5 separate regions of the Mus musculus genome follow, and regions 1, 2, 3 and 4 are each linked to region 5. A link is a contact called in public HiChIP or PLAC-seq and promoter capture Hi-C data. All regions are on one chromosome and are shown on one strand. Each heading gives the region's core, a stretch centred on a gene start, on an enhancer-like site or on the middle of the called end of the contact. The rest is flanking DNA. Distances are from core to core; before and after follow the strand shown. Region 1 has its middle 64 kb from the start of Gm34784. Region 2 overlaps Nfia (nuclear factor I/A). Region 3 has its middle 97 kb from the start of Gm34784. Region 4 has its middle 17 kb from the start of Gm34784. Region 5 holds the start of Nfia (nuclear factor I/A).

Region 1 (2,700 bases), core at 43-2,542, 410 kb after region 5:
TCTGGCCCTTGTTAACCACGCTGCAACAAGAATGTGTACAAATATCATTAGGAAACACTTCTCTAGTATACCAATTGTGCTGAACTCATGCTTTTCTGCCCCTTCAGGAAAGTGGAGTCTACTAGGAACAGTGAGACACCTCCACGCCTCTCTCCCTTTAAACTGATTTGTGGACATCTTCAAAGCCTGGCATCCCGGAGGCCTTTTGACCCCCCATTAAGATTTGATTGGGTCAGTAGGATCTCTTCCCTTAATTCTTTTAAACATATCTGTCTTTAACCTTCTCCACAAGGCTTCTGGATCAATAAATAAGAAGGGTAAAATTGGAAAGAATTTCAGTGGAAACCCTTAAGGAAAGTGTGGTTTCCGGAGAAGGAAGAAAAGTTGACCTTTCATTAAACAGTATTAGACTATAGACTTACTGCGTGTTAGACTATCTTCCCCAATAGTCCTATAAAACTCCTGCTTTGAGATCACTTACTACCAATTAGCCTTCAGGTGCTCACTAAATACTTTGTCTGAATCTTCCCTTAGCAGTGGGGTTGGGATCAAGTCCCTTCAAGAATTGTTCCCTTCAGTCTGTTCTGTCGTCAGCCCTTGCCCACCTCGTGGCACACGCAGACCTTCCCTGAGCTGAAAGATCTCACATATGTTAGCTGCTTCCCCATCACCTCTCCTTCCCTGTCCTTGGATTTCTGTTTCCATTGTCTAGAGATGCTCTGATGAGCCCTGTGGATGCAGTCTTGGTTTAACTGAGCAGGATCAACAACATCAACCCCTTCTGAAACAGAAGTTCTGATCCCACTGAGAAATATAACAAAGCACTAGGGTGGAATGTAGCCAAAACGTCACTTTGATGACTAAGGAAAGTTAACCAAAGCCTTTATCTCTGGGCAAGCACACCTCTGACTGTTCCAATCAGACAGAAGCAGCACCCAGTTCTAGAGAACATGGACCCAACTGCCCTGAAACCCACATGCTTATCCTCAGTCACAGCTTTCTTCTGTTTGTACATAATTTTATTTCAAAAGTATTTGGGGTGACTGTCAAATTCAATAAATCCTGTAGTGAATATGGATCCCAGTCTAAAATTTCAAAGCAATATTATATTTCTCTTGTTTCTGTATATCACGCATCATTTCTAACTCAAATCTACTTTTACTGGGTAGGTGAAAAGTTTAGCTTCACCCATTATGGATGTCCTCACTTTCACATTAGTACAAACATCCAGAGTCTTCCATAACCCCAAAGCATGGAAGAAGTCTCACGGCTGTTTACTCTGTTCTTGGAACAAGTACAGAGGCACAGAGCCAGCCCACATATCTATTCCAAGCCATATTTATATGGGACCATTGGTCTTCTCATCTGAGGCCTTGTCCCTTTTTTAAAACACTGCTTCCATCTCCAGTCTCTACACTCACAGATCTAAGGAGATCCTTACTATGTCTGTCGGCCTAGGAAATCCTCCTCTTCCCACATGTCCTACTTCAGCCTCCTCAAAGGCTTTGGGAAGTTTTAAACAATCCTAGAAAGAGAAATGAACTGCAAGTCCATTACCTCAGATTCAAGCAGGTGGAGCCTGTGAACTGCCCTCCCAGGAGAATGAGAAGAACTTCATGGGAAGTGGGGATTGAAGATTAAGATGCCAGATTTGTTATCTGATGAAGGAGATTTTCTGGTTCATAGACCCTCATCTCAGTATAATCTCATGTGGTGGATTAAATAATAATAGCCCCCATAGGCTTATAGATTTGAATGCTTGGTCATCAGGCTGTGGCACTACTAAGGAGAGATTAGGACACATGGCCTTATTGGAGGAAGTGTGCCCCTGGAGGTGGGCTTTGAGGTTTGAAAAGCCCAGTGTCTCTTTCTTCCTGTTACCTGTGGATGTTGATGTAGAACTGTCAACTACTTCTCCAGTACCATGTCTGCATGCATGCCATCATGCTTCCCATCATGATGATAATGGACTAAACCTACGATACCCCAGCTAAATGCTTTCCTTTATGAGAGCTGCCATGGTCGTGATGGCTCTTCACAGCAATGGAACACTGACTAAGACACTTCCACTGACAGAAGTGGCAAGAACTCTTTGGGTCCCTTCAATAGAAACATTAATCCCACTCAGAAAGACTGTGCCCCATGACCCACTCACTTTCCAACGGCCTCTTCTTCAAACACATGGAAAATCAAGCTTTAACCAAGCATAAACATTAAATCCAGGCAGTTATTTCTAGAAAATCAAATTATAGGTGATTTTTATATTTTTGCCTCCAGCATTTCTACATTTTCAAATTTTATGAGGAAAAAGTTATTAATATTTAGTGACTAGTTTGGGTTGTAACAGAAGATCCACATAAAAGTAGCTTTTAGTTTTTTGTCATGCATGAAATATTCTAGAATGAAATGATATGAGGTCTGGGATTTGCTTCAAAATAATGTAGGGTGGAGGAAAAGCAAGTAGACAGGGGTGTAAATGAACCAAGACTGGCCATGAATTGCTAATTGTTTAAGCTACATGATTGATGGGTGCATGGGGATTCATTACACGAGACTTTACTTTAGCTCGTGCTTTAGGTTTCCTATAACTAAACCTGAGAAAACAAATAGACAAAGAGAGTGACCTCAGTCTCAAAGGAAGCCCAACTGTGAAGTGGGAATGACCAGCTCATCAGACAGCTGTGGGGCTCAGTGCGTTAA
Region 2 (2,700 bases), core at 57-2,556, 280 kb after region 5:
CCACCCGGGGTCCATCCCATAATCAGCCACCAAATGCAGACACTATTGCATACGCCAGCAAGATTTTGCTGAAGGGATCCTGTCTCATGTGAGGCTATGCCAGTGCCTGGCAAACACAGAAGTGGATGCTCACAGTCAACTATTGGATGGAACACAGGGCTCCCAATGGAGGAGCTAGAGAAAGTACCCAAGGAGCTGAAGGGGTCTGCAACCCTATAGGTGGAACAACAATATGAACTAACCAGTACCTCCAGAGCTCGTATCTCTAGGTGCATATGTAGCAGAAGATGGCCTAGTCGGCCATCATTGGGAAGAGAGGCCCCTAGGTCTTGCAAACTTTATATGCCTCAGTACAGGGGAAACACCAGGGCCAAGAAGTGAGAGTGGGTGGGTAGGGGATCAGGGGAGAGGGGGGAGGGTATAGGGGACTTTCGGGATAGCATTTGAAATGTAAATGAAGTAAATACCTAATAAAAAATTGGAGGAAAAAATGAAAGTCTAAATTTACACTGCTAATCATTTTCTTTTACATCTTTAATAAAATAAGTTCAATGGTATTTATTAACAACTAATGGAGAGAGCGCATGGTACGGGTGAATTATTTCTTCTGTCATGTTTCTTTAACTTTTATCTACTTATTCTTTGCTCAAACCTGTGTTTTTCCTTGGGCAGCATACTCTTTGATGGCTACCACTATTTCTTATCTAAAAGCCATTTATCACTTTCTGGGAGGCCATGAGGCAAAGCCACTTGATCCTCAAGGTCATTCTCAGGGGACTCTGGACAGTGGAGTGGTCACCTTTGTGTTTGAGGTGCTGCAACAGTTGAGTCTAAAATTTTGTTCAGCTCAGTGCATTCCTATTCTTGTTTGAGAAATACCACCTACCTACAATGCTAACTAGAAATGATTCTGTCAGAAACAGGTCTCTCTGGTCAGCGTTTCTTGCTACCAGTGAAAACAACTGAATCTGTGCTGGAAGAAAGAAAAAAAAAGATTCCTTTCATTCTTTAAATCCAGCAGCACAATTTGTAGGGGAAGAGCAAACCAGGAGCTTTTAACTCTTTAGCTTCTGAGTTTTCACTCAGATACCATAATGGATTCTAAACATGTATCTCATTCTATGCAGTCTTAACTTAGAACCAATTTTTCACCATGCTCTCTGGCTCTTCATCAGGGGGCAAAAACATATTTTTGTCCTTGGAAAGTTTTATGCTTGTTTTTTCTTAATTTTTAAACTCCTTTACTCAGCCATTTATTGTGCAATCACCAAATATATCTCAAGTGTCAGGCTCCGTTCTGAGTCTATCACAGTGAGTGTGACTAAGTGGATAGGAATCTGCTCTACCAAGACAAGATTGTGTAGAAGAGTAAGTGAAGAGTCTAGAAAATTCTGATTTCAGTCATTGTTTGTGATGTCCTCAGTTGAATGACTAAGGGTAAAACTTTACCTAGGTTATCCCAACTTGGTTTCTTCAACCCAGAGTGGAAGCCTGTGAATTTTTTTTCTTTCTTTTTTTTTTTCTTTTTCAAGACAGAGTTTCTCTGTGTAGCCCTGGCTGTCCTGGAACTAACTCTGTAGACCAGGCTGGCCTTGAACTCAGAAATCCGCCTGCCTCTGCCTCCCTAGTGCTGGGATTAAAGGCATGCGCCACCACTGCCCGCGAGCCTGTGAATTTTTATTAAATGAATTCAAGTGGCCTGAAAGCAATGGTTCTGCCTAATTATCTGCAAGACCTGGGTTGGAGTCCTGCTTCTGCTCCAGCCTGCATTTTTACTCTAGGATCTACGAGGATTGCTCAACAATTGTCCACAAAACCATAGACCCTTACGCTATTAGTTAAAAAAATACTGTAATCCTAAGGAGGCCCCCATATCAGTAGGCATCTCAATCATTCCAATGGGATGGTGAGAGAAAGGCAGAGAGAACAGACTGAACTTTGGCTTCTCTTCCATGTTATGCATCACTCTTGGTATTCAGAAAGATAGAGTCCCTAAAACTGTGGACATGTCTAGGTTTTTCCGTGTAGGAGCTCCTGCAGCGTAAAGATTTAAATTACAAAAGGAGGGAAGGGAAAACCATATGGATCCCTGTCTGGAGTCTTTTCTGCCCTGACTTGACTTGGGATGAGTGTTGTCAGTCCTTCACGTGCGGCCATTAGCCTCTGGCGGGTCTTGGCTGTCGTCCTTCCAATTCAAGAACAAAAGCATTCCTGGAAAAAAAATTATTATGCATCTCACATAAGCTTTTTTTATCTAATGTAATCTTGTATAAATGATAATTATCAGGGTTCAAGTATAAAGGAGTCGTCGTCGTCGTCTGACTCTGTTATCAGATTTATGGAGAGAAGCAGCCTCTCACAACATCCCTGCCTGCTCAGCCTGTGGCTGCCTTGGCTTTGAAAGGGCAACAGAGAAAAATGCAACCTGAACCTTCCACTGTAAAGTACAGCATCCAAATTGCATGGGTTCATTAAGTGATCATTTACTACGGACTTCAGAAAAAAAAAAAAAAAAGCTCTAGTCCTGAATTAGTCCCTAGAAATTTCCTTGAAAGGAGTATAAGAGCTTTAACAATGAATTATTATCTATGGAGAGCTCAGCATGAAAGGGGATCCATATGTGCAAAGTAGAATTTGTCAAATGTAATGTCGGTTAAATCAGGTCTAATCTACCAAATACATTTTTTATTGCTTGCTTCA
Region 3 (2,700 bases), core at 27-2,526, 450 kb after region 5:
GGCTGCTGATACAGGTATAGCTAGTTATCCCTGACCTTGGGCCAGAAACTGGGTTCCAGGAGATCAGCATTTTGTATACACGTTCTCATTCAGTCCCCACAACAGTCCTAGAAAGTGGGTATGGGTTTTTTTCCATGCCCTGTCTATAGAAGAGGAAGTTAAAAGTCAAAATATTGCTAGAGTTTGATGTGAACTATCCTCCACAGGTTCATGTGTGTGACTACTTAGTCCATCCACTGACCATGTAGTTTGGGGAGGTTATAGATCTTCCCACATCCACTGTTATGAGCATGGAGTATGGCCAAGATAACATAAGTGAATCCCTTAAGGGTAGGTCTTAAAGGTTATATGTGTTTTTAACTGAGGTCTCTGTATCCTGGCCACCAATATGTGAGCCATTCTGACACAACCCCACCATCGTGAATTCTGGTGTGATAGGTTTGAACCTGTGAGCCAATATAAATCTTTCCTCTGTTAAGTTTCTTCTGTCAGGTATATTATTACAACAATGAAAATAAACATCTAATACATTAAGCAATATACTGAGTTAAACACTGAGCTAGAAGTCCAGACTAAGTCTACCTGATCCAAAGACAACAGGTTTTTTGCTTCTGCTCCTAACAGTGTAGGGCTTCCCATTTTTAACTCCATTGGTAACTAGTTTAAAGAGTCTTCCACCTCACCTGTAGCAGCTGATTCACTTAAATGATGGACCACATCTGATTTCTTTTCTTCCTTTCTGACTGCTGATGTTTTGTTCTTTGTCTGAGTCCCCAAAGAAAGATTATAAAATGAGGCCTTCCTTCATGTGCCTGGCAAGTCACAATGATTAGCAGTGGAGAGAAAAAAAAAAGCAAACACAGGCTTGGATACTGTAGGCCGCTCTCCTTCCAGGTAAGGATGACCAAAGAGAAAACCTCTGAGTCTTTCTCAACTGATACCACACTTGAATAGCTGGTCTTTTTCCTCTTAATTGTAATCTTAGGAAACCCTCTGGTTTTGTCCTACTGTTAAAGGGAGCAACGGAAGGAAAACTGAAAATGAATGTGGCCAATATTATTTATTTGGATCTGCTGTCCCATTAGCTGGTTTATGGTTTGAGTGCAGAGTGGTATTTAGTACAGAAACGGCATTTTCTTTGTTTTATTAACTGGGAGTTTAATTGGTTTGTCCCCTTTGGCTCAGCTTGAGAAATGGCTGCATCTTGCATGCACACACTGTACATAATAATAGTGCAAACAAAAGCCAGACATCTGCTCACCAGACCTGCCCCTGCGTCCTCCTCAGCACGGAGTGAAGCATCTCCGGCGAGTCTCCAGTTGGACTTTGCAGGAATGTTGGATCTCGGCAGTGGTTTCCCTCTCACCTTTCCTGCGCGTTTATAGGAGCCTTTGAAGTTCCTCTGAACAAACAGGGTCTCTGTGTTTCACTTATTTCTGAGCCAACCCTGGGGCCTTGGTTCCATCAGCTCCTTATTAAGTGTTTAGTAATTTCAGTATCCACCTTTTGGTCTTGCTCGCTTTTCAAACATCTGGAAGGAATTAGCTTCCAGGCCTCTGTACCATACCTATTTTGTAGTTCTGGAGAGAGTTGTGTGCTAGGGGATGTTGTTGCCCTTAACGAGCTTTCTTTATGGCGTTTAACTGTAAAAGGTCCCCCTCGTTAATATTAATAGACAAAGAGAGAGCAATGCCACTCCACCCTTATTCCGCAAGAGCTGTATTCAGAGCAAGACCTTCATGCTGAAAAGGAGAGAGAAAACATGAAAATGGGGTGGAAGTACAAGGTAAATGAAGGCATTATAATAGTAGTAGGGCCAAGAGCTTGAAAAGGTTTGAATCTGTACCCATTCTATTCTAGAAGCCAGCCTTGTGTGGCTTTTGAGCACTGAAAATGAACCTACTAAAGACCAAAGTGTTGCCAGATATGACACTATACCTGCAATCTCAACACTCAGGAGGCTGAGGCAGGGGGCTTGCTGAAAGTCTGAGGATAGCCTGGACTACACAATGAAACCTTGTCTCAAAAAACCAAAACCAAGCAAAAAAGAGTAAAATTTAAAATATATGCTCGATTTTTTTTAATTAAGCATTTAGAGTGCAAAGGCTCTCATTAGGCATTTTATATAATTATATTCTGAAAATATAATAGTTTGGAGGTGTTATATTAAATAAAAAATACTACTACTTTTCCTCATTCCCTTTTGATTCTTCACTGAAGCTATTAGAAAGTTTAAAGCTACGTAACTAGGTCGTAAATGTGTCTTGCGCCATCTCTCCCTGGACAGGGGGGCACGAGAAGACTGGACAGATTGTTAAACAGGATTGAAGTAGGGCCTGAAGGATTCCTTTCACTGGGGATCCACAAGCATCACACGGCTGAGGCTGCTAAAAAGCCTCCCTGAGAAGGAGCCACAGTAGATTGCAACACCCCGGAGCAGGCAGCTGGAAGAAACTACGTATTCATAAGGTTGTTTTGTTGTTTTGGTTTGTTTTTGTTTTTGTTGTTTTCAAGACAAAATTTTAGAATCAGTTGCTAAGTGCACTAAGGAACAAATAGGAAATAAGTAGATGATTACAGGGAACTGCCAGAATTAGCTAAAAGCCAAACTGACTTCATTAAATGCATTTCCATTTTTAATTAAATGACTAGACGGACAAATCTAGGGAATTATAGAAAAATGTCTGGTTTCAGAAAACT
Region 4 (2,700 bases), core at 88-2,587, 370 kb after region 5:
GTAATCTGCCCATCTTATATTAAATTGAATATATCAAAATACAAAGATGTGAGCAAGAAGATTCTCGTACTGCTGGTAGAAGATATTCAATCTAGCAGAAAAAATAAAACCCTAAATATTTTCAGACAGTATTGAATAATTGCATGAACATGAGGGGTGAATTCCGGTGTTCAGAGTTGCTCAAATTTACATCCAACCTAATGTACATCAGCAAGAATACTGGTTAAATATAAGAACGTTTACCATAGGATCTTGGGGGAGAATGCTTGGGTCCAGGTCCTGATGACACAGGATGCTGGCCATGAGATTCTGAAAAGGGTGACTTCATTATCTATGCTTCCAACACCACATTTGTAATGTAGGATATAAAGTCTATAAGCCATTAAGCAGATCGTGTGCATGCAGCTTGTATGAGATAGCTTGACAGGGAGGAATGTTCAAAAGGAGACTGCTATTATTATTATTGCCATAATCCTTATTGCAGAGTACTATGGTATCATTAAAAAATGTCTCTATAGATTTATATTTATTAAGACGTAAAGACACTCTCATTACAGAAGAGAAGGACCACGGTCAGAACTCTGTATACATAGCAATTTCTGAGCAGATACAGGGAGCAAAGCTACTCCTCTCTCCTTTGAAAGGCTATAGAAGTAAAAGCACACAGAAAGCATCCAAACTCAGACGTAACTAACACTGTATTACAAGAGAACAGACATAGACTATAGGAGGAAAGGTCCAACAAGACAGAGCTGTTTCTCCTGAAACCTGAAGATTGTGTGGAGTTGTCCCGTCAGGGTTGAGTGAACACCTTGGGTAAACAACACCTAGGAATTTCTCAAGGAGGGGATATTTGGGCCAGTTAAGGGGGATCTAAATCAAGGGCAACATGTTTAGGTTCTAGATCACAAGTGGGGAGGTCATGATATCTGAGGGCAAGTTAGCTTTGAAAGCTATGGAAAGTTAAATGGAGTAGGGTTGAGTTGATGGGTTCTTATCCCAAGGTATCCGATAAAAACCCTGCTTCTGGCATCTTTGTTTACTTGCTCAACAAGATTCAGAATTGAATCTGGGAAAATGAACCTGGAAAAATCCCATTGCCTAGATTAAAGCAATGTTTACCCGGGAAGGAACAACAACAAAAAGTTCCCTTTAGTCTCCCCTTCTGCTGTTGAAGAGTTCTCATGTCTGCCTAAGACTCTGGGCCATCCAAATTCCACTGTATCCAGGGAGCCTGTGTCAATCTAATCTTTCCCCATTCCCTCAAGGCTGTAGACAGCAGTTGCTGCATTCCCCTTGGGAAGGTATTTCTCCAGACTGTGGCCAGAGGAGTGTCCTTTGCTCTCTCCCAGGAGACAAAGTTAGGGAGGGAGAAGGAAAGTCACACATGATAAATCTGCTCCAGCATTCCTATCTCACAGAGTCTTTGGATTCTTTCCCTTTCTCCATATCAAGGAATTTATGACGTCTCAACTCTGGTTAATGTTGGCACCACAGGGTCCAGGTTTCTGTCAAGCAACTGAACAAACAGTGGTTCCTGCTCCCAGCTGCTCTTAGGTAGCCACATGGTCTGTAAATGGCCATGCCTTCAACCTAGTCCTAGTCCATAAGTCTGTCCCTCTGGCCTTAGTCCAGAGCCTGTAACATCCACTCCTGCACATTTCCCCTAGAGTTATGAAGGTGCCAATTAAGAGAATATGACAAACCATTTGTTAGAGTTGCCCTTTGTTCCCAAGGGCAACTCTAGGTGTTCCATTTCCCACCACCCCTCAAAGTACAACAGACCTTCTTCATTCTGCTTGACCATTCTCTCATCCAGCAGAAAAACAAACAAAGAAACAAACAAACCATAAGCTGTTTGTCAAAACAGAAGATTTGTATAATTTAAGAGGGAACAACTAAGAGTTTAGGTAATAAAAAATATATATATGTACATAGTATGTATCACAATATTACTGGTTTTGCTTGGGTATATTTTGATTTTTAATTAATTATGGTTAATTGTAATTTTAAAACCAAAATTGTACCAGTCAAAGAGGTACACATCTGTGATTTCATCACTTGACAGGCCAAGCAAGAGGATGGCCAGTTCAAGGCCATCCTGGGCTACATATACAGCTTCCCAGGTAGCTGGGACTCTATAGTGAGAGCATGCCTCCAAAGGCTGCAACCAACCAAACAAACAAAACCAGAAGGACCATGTGAGATAGTGACGCTTTCACAAACAGAAGTATTCTACAGAGGCAGAAGGCCATGTGTTAGAGATTTAGTAACACCCCACTGTTGAGAAGTAGATTGGGGTGTTAGCAGTTTATGCTTCATCTTTATCATGTTTTTATTTATTTCACAGATATTAGAAGTATTTGAGGCCCCTGCTAATTATAAATTTTAAGAATTATGAATTTTAAGAAGTTAGTGAGTGTTTTTAATGGGTCTTTTTCAGACTAACTAGCACTGGTCATTTCCAATTTCATTGGTTTTATTGGCTTTAGTGCAACTCTTTCTGTTACAGTGGCTGAACTGTTCTATTTCTGCCCACCTTTGGCTGATGAATCTTTAATGGAGTTGGTGTTGGTTTGTTTTTCCTGAGTGAAAAGGAAAAAAACATTGCTCTTACTCATGTTTGGAGAAAGCATCAAAGAACAAGAGAGGCTCAGCAAGTAGCTCAGTGGTAGAACACATTCAGAGCATGTGTGAGGA
Region 5 (2,700 bases), core at 72-2,571:
TTGGAGGAGACAGGTATACTTTTTCCCCCTCTAGAAGAAAAGAGAGTCTAGAGAGAAAGTGTTGAGTTTTTTTTTTTTTAAGGAAGAAAGAAAGAAAGAAAGAAAGAAAGAGAGAAAGAAAGAGAGAAAGAAAGAAAGAAAAGAAAGAGGGAAGGAAGGAGGGAAGGACAGAAGAAAAAGAAAGCTGGAAGAGCAGGCTTGTTGGCAATGTGCCAAACCCTAAAACCACCCCCCCCCCTTCTGCCAAAACAATACTTTAGCAAACCTAAAATAATTGCAGGAAGCTCTTTTCCATCTTGAGAACTATTACCTGGGGAAGGGAAAAGTTGGGATCCACAAAGACGCACCCTTGAAGAGTGTGTCTGGGGAACAGGGACTCAGATGTTAGTCCTGGGCTCCCATTTGGGGATACAAACATATCTCTTTCCTAAGGGGGCAACCCTTTCACAGTTTTCCTTCTCAGTATACAGAAAAATGTCCCAGCTAAACCACTGTTGTTTCTGACGTGACAGAACTTTTTTGGGCGTTTGTGTTTAAACCCACCAGCTCCTGGGTTCTGGGAGAGAAGAGCGTTCGCTCATGACTCTCCTCCTTGCTTTCTCCAGACACCTCCTCCCCCGCAATCTGGGGAATCTTTGGGGTGATCTTCCTATCCCCCCCACCCCCAGATTCTGACTGCTATAGAGTCGTAGCTGAAAAGTTAGCAGGCTTTTGTGCATATTACCTCTCCCGACGATACTATTCCCATAGAAAGCTTCGCAGGAGAGATTACAATGCTTTTGAGCTTTACCGCATTTCAGAGGAAGGGAGGAAAAGTTACCTAGAAGGTCTGATTTTTTACAAGAAATTTGCATACATGCAAATGTAACGCGCGCCCTTCTCTGGGGTTCCTAGGGAGCCCAACCCGCGGCCCACGGGGGTGCGGGGCGCCCCGACAAAGTTGCCCCAATCCTCTCCCGACGTCCGCGGAGGGCTGCGGCGCGGGTGGGGGGATGGGGAGGAGGAAAAGTAGTTTTGTTTGCTTAAGCACATCCTGTGGCAGCCTATAGCCGCCCGGAGGACACGCTGAAAAAACCGCTCCGCGCCGCGTTCCCGGGGACCGCGCCGAGCGGGGCGGGGGGCGGGGGGCCGCGGGAGGCAGCGAGCGCGGAGCGAGCGGCGGGCGGGCGGGCGGCCCTGCAGGCTGGGGACCGGTGTCAGCGCCGCAGCCGCCCCTCCCCCACCCGGCTCCCCCCCACCCCGCCCCCCCACCCCCACCCCACCCCACCCCCACACCCCCGCGGCGGCGGCGCGAGCGGGCGGCGGCCGTGCGGTGCGGTGCAGAACGCGGCGCAGGCGGGCGCGCGGGCAGCTCGCGGGCACCCGGCCGGCCGGCGCGGGAGCGGGAAAGGGTGCGCTATGCCTTTAACGCCCGCGTACAGTAGACAGTATAGTGGAGTGTAGGGAAACTCTAGGCGGGGTTAAAGTTCAGCGCGTGGAGCGGCAAGAGCGCTGGCTGCTGCAGTTGAGCCGAGTTGGAAATGTGAACGCAAGAAGCAGGCTTGATTTTTTATTCCTCCCCCCCTCCTAGCTCTCTCCTCCTCTCTCTCCCTCTCGCACCCACACTCACGCACACCTCCAGCCCGCACACAGACGTGCACGCACCCCCCGCCGCCCGGCAGTTATGTATTCTCCGCTCTGTCTCACCCAGGTAAGCAGCTGCGGGGGCGCGGGGCGGCCGTGTGCCTCGGCGGGAGCCGTGTCTGCGCGTGTTTCTGTGTGTGCGCGCGCGTGTGCGGGGGGGGGGGCTGCAGCTTTAAGAAAGTAACTTTGTTTCCATGCGGGTGCATTCCTCCTGCTCGGCCATTTGTGTGGGCACATGGCTAATGGCGCCCTCTTATTAATGCGTTAATTAATATCGGGGCGCCGGACTGCGGAGCTCCGCCGGGGCTTGCGGGCGCCCCGCACGTGTGTCCGCGGCTGCAGCCCCTGACACGCTGCAATCTGGACTCTGGCGGCTGCGGCGCGGAGCGCGGTGCCCGCGATTCCTCCGCTCCAGGGAGGGGCGGCTGAGCCCCGCAAGCCCCGCACGCCGGCTGCACCCGGGGCGCCCTGGCTGCCGGGGTCCTCCCGCGCCGCCGCGCCCCCCGCCGACGCCCCGAACTCTTACTTTTGTTTTGTGCCAGCTTTGCGGGCCGGCCCGGGCAGCGCCCCTCGGACGCGGCGGGCGGGCAGTGCTAGCCTTAGTCCGTGGGCTGCGGAGACGCACTCCCCGCGCCGGCCCGGGACCTTGCTGTCCTTGCCTCCTGCCCGCGACCCCCAGGCGAAAGTTTCGGGGTCTGGCGAGCCCACGCCGCGGAGGCCACAGAGCCGCCAAGGCCGCGGGTCGGGCCGGGCTGGGCCGCTGCGGGCGGAGTGGGACTCCGGCTCGAGGGCGAGCGGCGGCCAGGGCCCGAGTCGGCTGCCCCGCCGCCGCCGCCGCCTAGGCAAGCCCCGGGCGGCTCAGCCAGCAGGACCCGGCAACTTTCCCTGCAGCCCCACTCGCGGCGTGGGGCCTGGTGCCCCTCCGCCTGCCCCTCCTGCCCGAGCCTCCCAGCCCATCCCTCCCGGTCGAGTCTGCACCAGCAGCAAGGAAACACTGCTATTTTGCGGCTCCGGATCTGGTCCCGTTTGAATATATTATTTATTTTCTCTGACTAAAAGGCATAAAGTCAGAGTGAT

The links. Promoter capture Hi-C pulls out the DNA fragments that hold promoters and counts their contacts. HiChIP or PLAC-seq counts read pairs in DNA pulled down with a chosen protein or histone mark.
Region 1: a promoter capture Hi-C map of hematopoietic stem and progenitor cells shows a contact between it and region 5. The contact joins the enhancer-like site here to the promoter of Nfia in region 5. A contact is called at or near these places in 6 of 39 promoter capture datasets (the 3T3-L1 cell line, the C10 cell line, hematopoietic stem and progenitor cells and 3 more), 1 of 15 datasets of contacts at CTCF or cohesin (the NIH/3T3 cell line), 2 of 484 Hi-C or Micro-C datasets (bone marrow-derived macrophages and pre-megakaryocyte-erythroid progenitors), 14 of 115 datasets of contacts at active chromatin or transcription factors (bone marrow-derived macrophages, cardiomyocytes, craniofacial prominence and 10 more) and 1 of 9 other capture datasets (liver).
Region 2: a contact with region 5 is called in a CTCF HiChIP or PLAC-seq map of the NIH/3T3 cell line, with 11 read pairs. The contact joins the enhancer-like site here to the promoter of Nfia in region 5. A contact is called at or near these places in 4 of 39 promoter capture datasets (the 3T3-L1 cell line, the C10 cell line, liver and 1 more), 1 of 15 datasets of contacts at CTCF or cohesin (the NIH/3T3 cell line), 6 of 484 Hi-C or Micro-C datasets (cerebellar granule neurons, granulocyte-monocyte progenitors, group 2 innate lymphoid cells and 3 more), 20 of 115 datasets of contacts at active chromatin or transcription factors (acute myeloid leukemia, bone marrow-derived dendritic cells, bone marrow-derived macrophages and 16 more) and 2 of 9 other capture datasets (adipose tissue and liver).
Region 3: a contact with region 5 is called in an H3K4me3 HiChIP or PLAC-seq map of embryonic limb bud, with 6 times the contacts expected there. The contact joins the enhancer-like site here to the promoter of Nfia in region 5. A contact is called at or near these places in 6 of 39 promoter capture datasets (the C10 cell line, cranial neural crest, frontonasal cranial neural crest and 3 more), 1 of 15 datasets of contacts at CTCF or cohesin (large pre-B cells), 2 of 484 Hi-C or Micro-C datasets (embryonic stem cells and uterus), 12 of 115 datasets of contacts at active chromatin or transcription factors (bone marrow-derived macrophages, craniofacial prominence, embryonic basal ganglia and 8 more) and 1 of 9 other capture datasets (embryonic stem cells).
Region 4: an H3K27ac HiChIP or PLAC-seq map of heart atrium shows a contact between it and region 5, with 11 read pairs. The contact joins the enhancer-like site here to the promoter of Nfia in region 5. A contact is called at or near these places in 1 of 39 promoter capture datasets (the C10 cell line) and 7 of 115 datasets of contacts at active chromatin or transcription factors (bone marrow-derived macrophages, embryonic hindbrain, embryonic limb bud and 4 more).

What each region holds. Positions count from the first base shown.
Region 1 is chr4:98,189,244-98,191,943 of GRCm38.p6, forward strand. It overlaps the pseudogene Gm12691. Among named protein-coding and RNA genes, the nearest start is that of Gm34784, 64 kb to the left of the region's middle. Within about 2 kb of position 1,293, at least 31 of the 459 cell types and tissues checked have an H3K27ac peak or open chromatin away from gene starts, as enhancers often do. A contact at or near this core is called in hematopoietic stem and progenitor cells and pre-megakaryocyte-erythroid progenitors, where this site is marked.
Region 2 is chr4:98,060,000-98,062,699 of GRCm38.p6, forward strand. All of the region lies in intron 7 of Nfia (nuclear factor I/A), which reads left to right. Among named protein-coding and RNA genes, the nearest start is that of Gm34218, 38 kb to the left of the region's middle. Within about 2 kb of position 1,307, at least 29 of the 459 cell types and tissues checked have an H3K27ac peak or open chromatin away from gene starts, as enhancers often do. A contact at or near this core is called in the NIH/3T3 cell line and adipose tissue, where this site is marked.
Region 3 is chr4:98,222,220-98,224,919 of GRCm38.p6, forward strand. It overlaps the pseudogene Gm12691. Among named protein-coding and RNA genes, the nearest start is that of Gm34784, 97 kb to the left of the region's middle. Within about 2 kb of position 1,277, at least 23 of the 459 cell types and tissues checked have an H3K27ac peak or open chromatin away from gene starts, as enhancers often do. A contact at or near this core is called in craniofacial prominence, embryonic limb bud and second pharyngeal arch cranial neural crest, where this site is marked.
Region 4 is chr4:98,141,719-98,144,418 of GRCm38.p6, forward strand. No RefSeq gene overlaps it. Among named protein-coding and RNA genes, the nearest start is that of Gm34784, 17 kb to the left of the region's middle. Within about 2 kb of position 1,338, at least 17 of the 459 cell types and tissues checked have an H3K27ac peak or open chromatin away from gene starts, as enhancers often do. A contact at or near this core is called in heart atrium, where this site is marked.
Region 5 is chr4:97,776,305-97,779,004 of GRCm38.p6, forward strand. It overlaps Nfia (nuclear factor I/A), which reads left to right and starts at 1,322. Exons shown (of 11, transcript NM_010905.3): 1 at 1,322-1,690. The coding sequence starts at 1,664. It overlaps Gm38709 (a long non-coding RNA gene), which reads right to left and starts at 1,119. Exons shown (of 5, transcript XR_003955232.1): 1 at 725-1,119.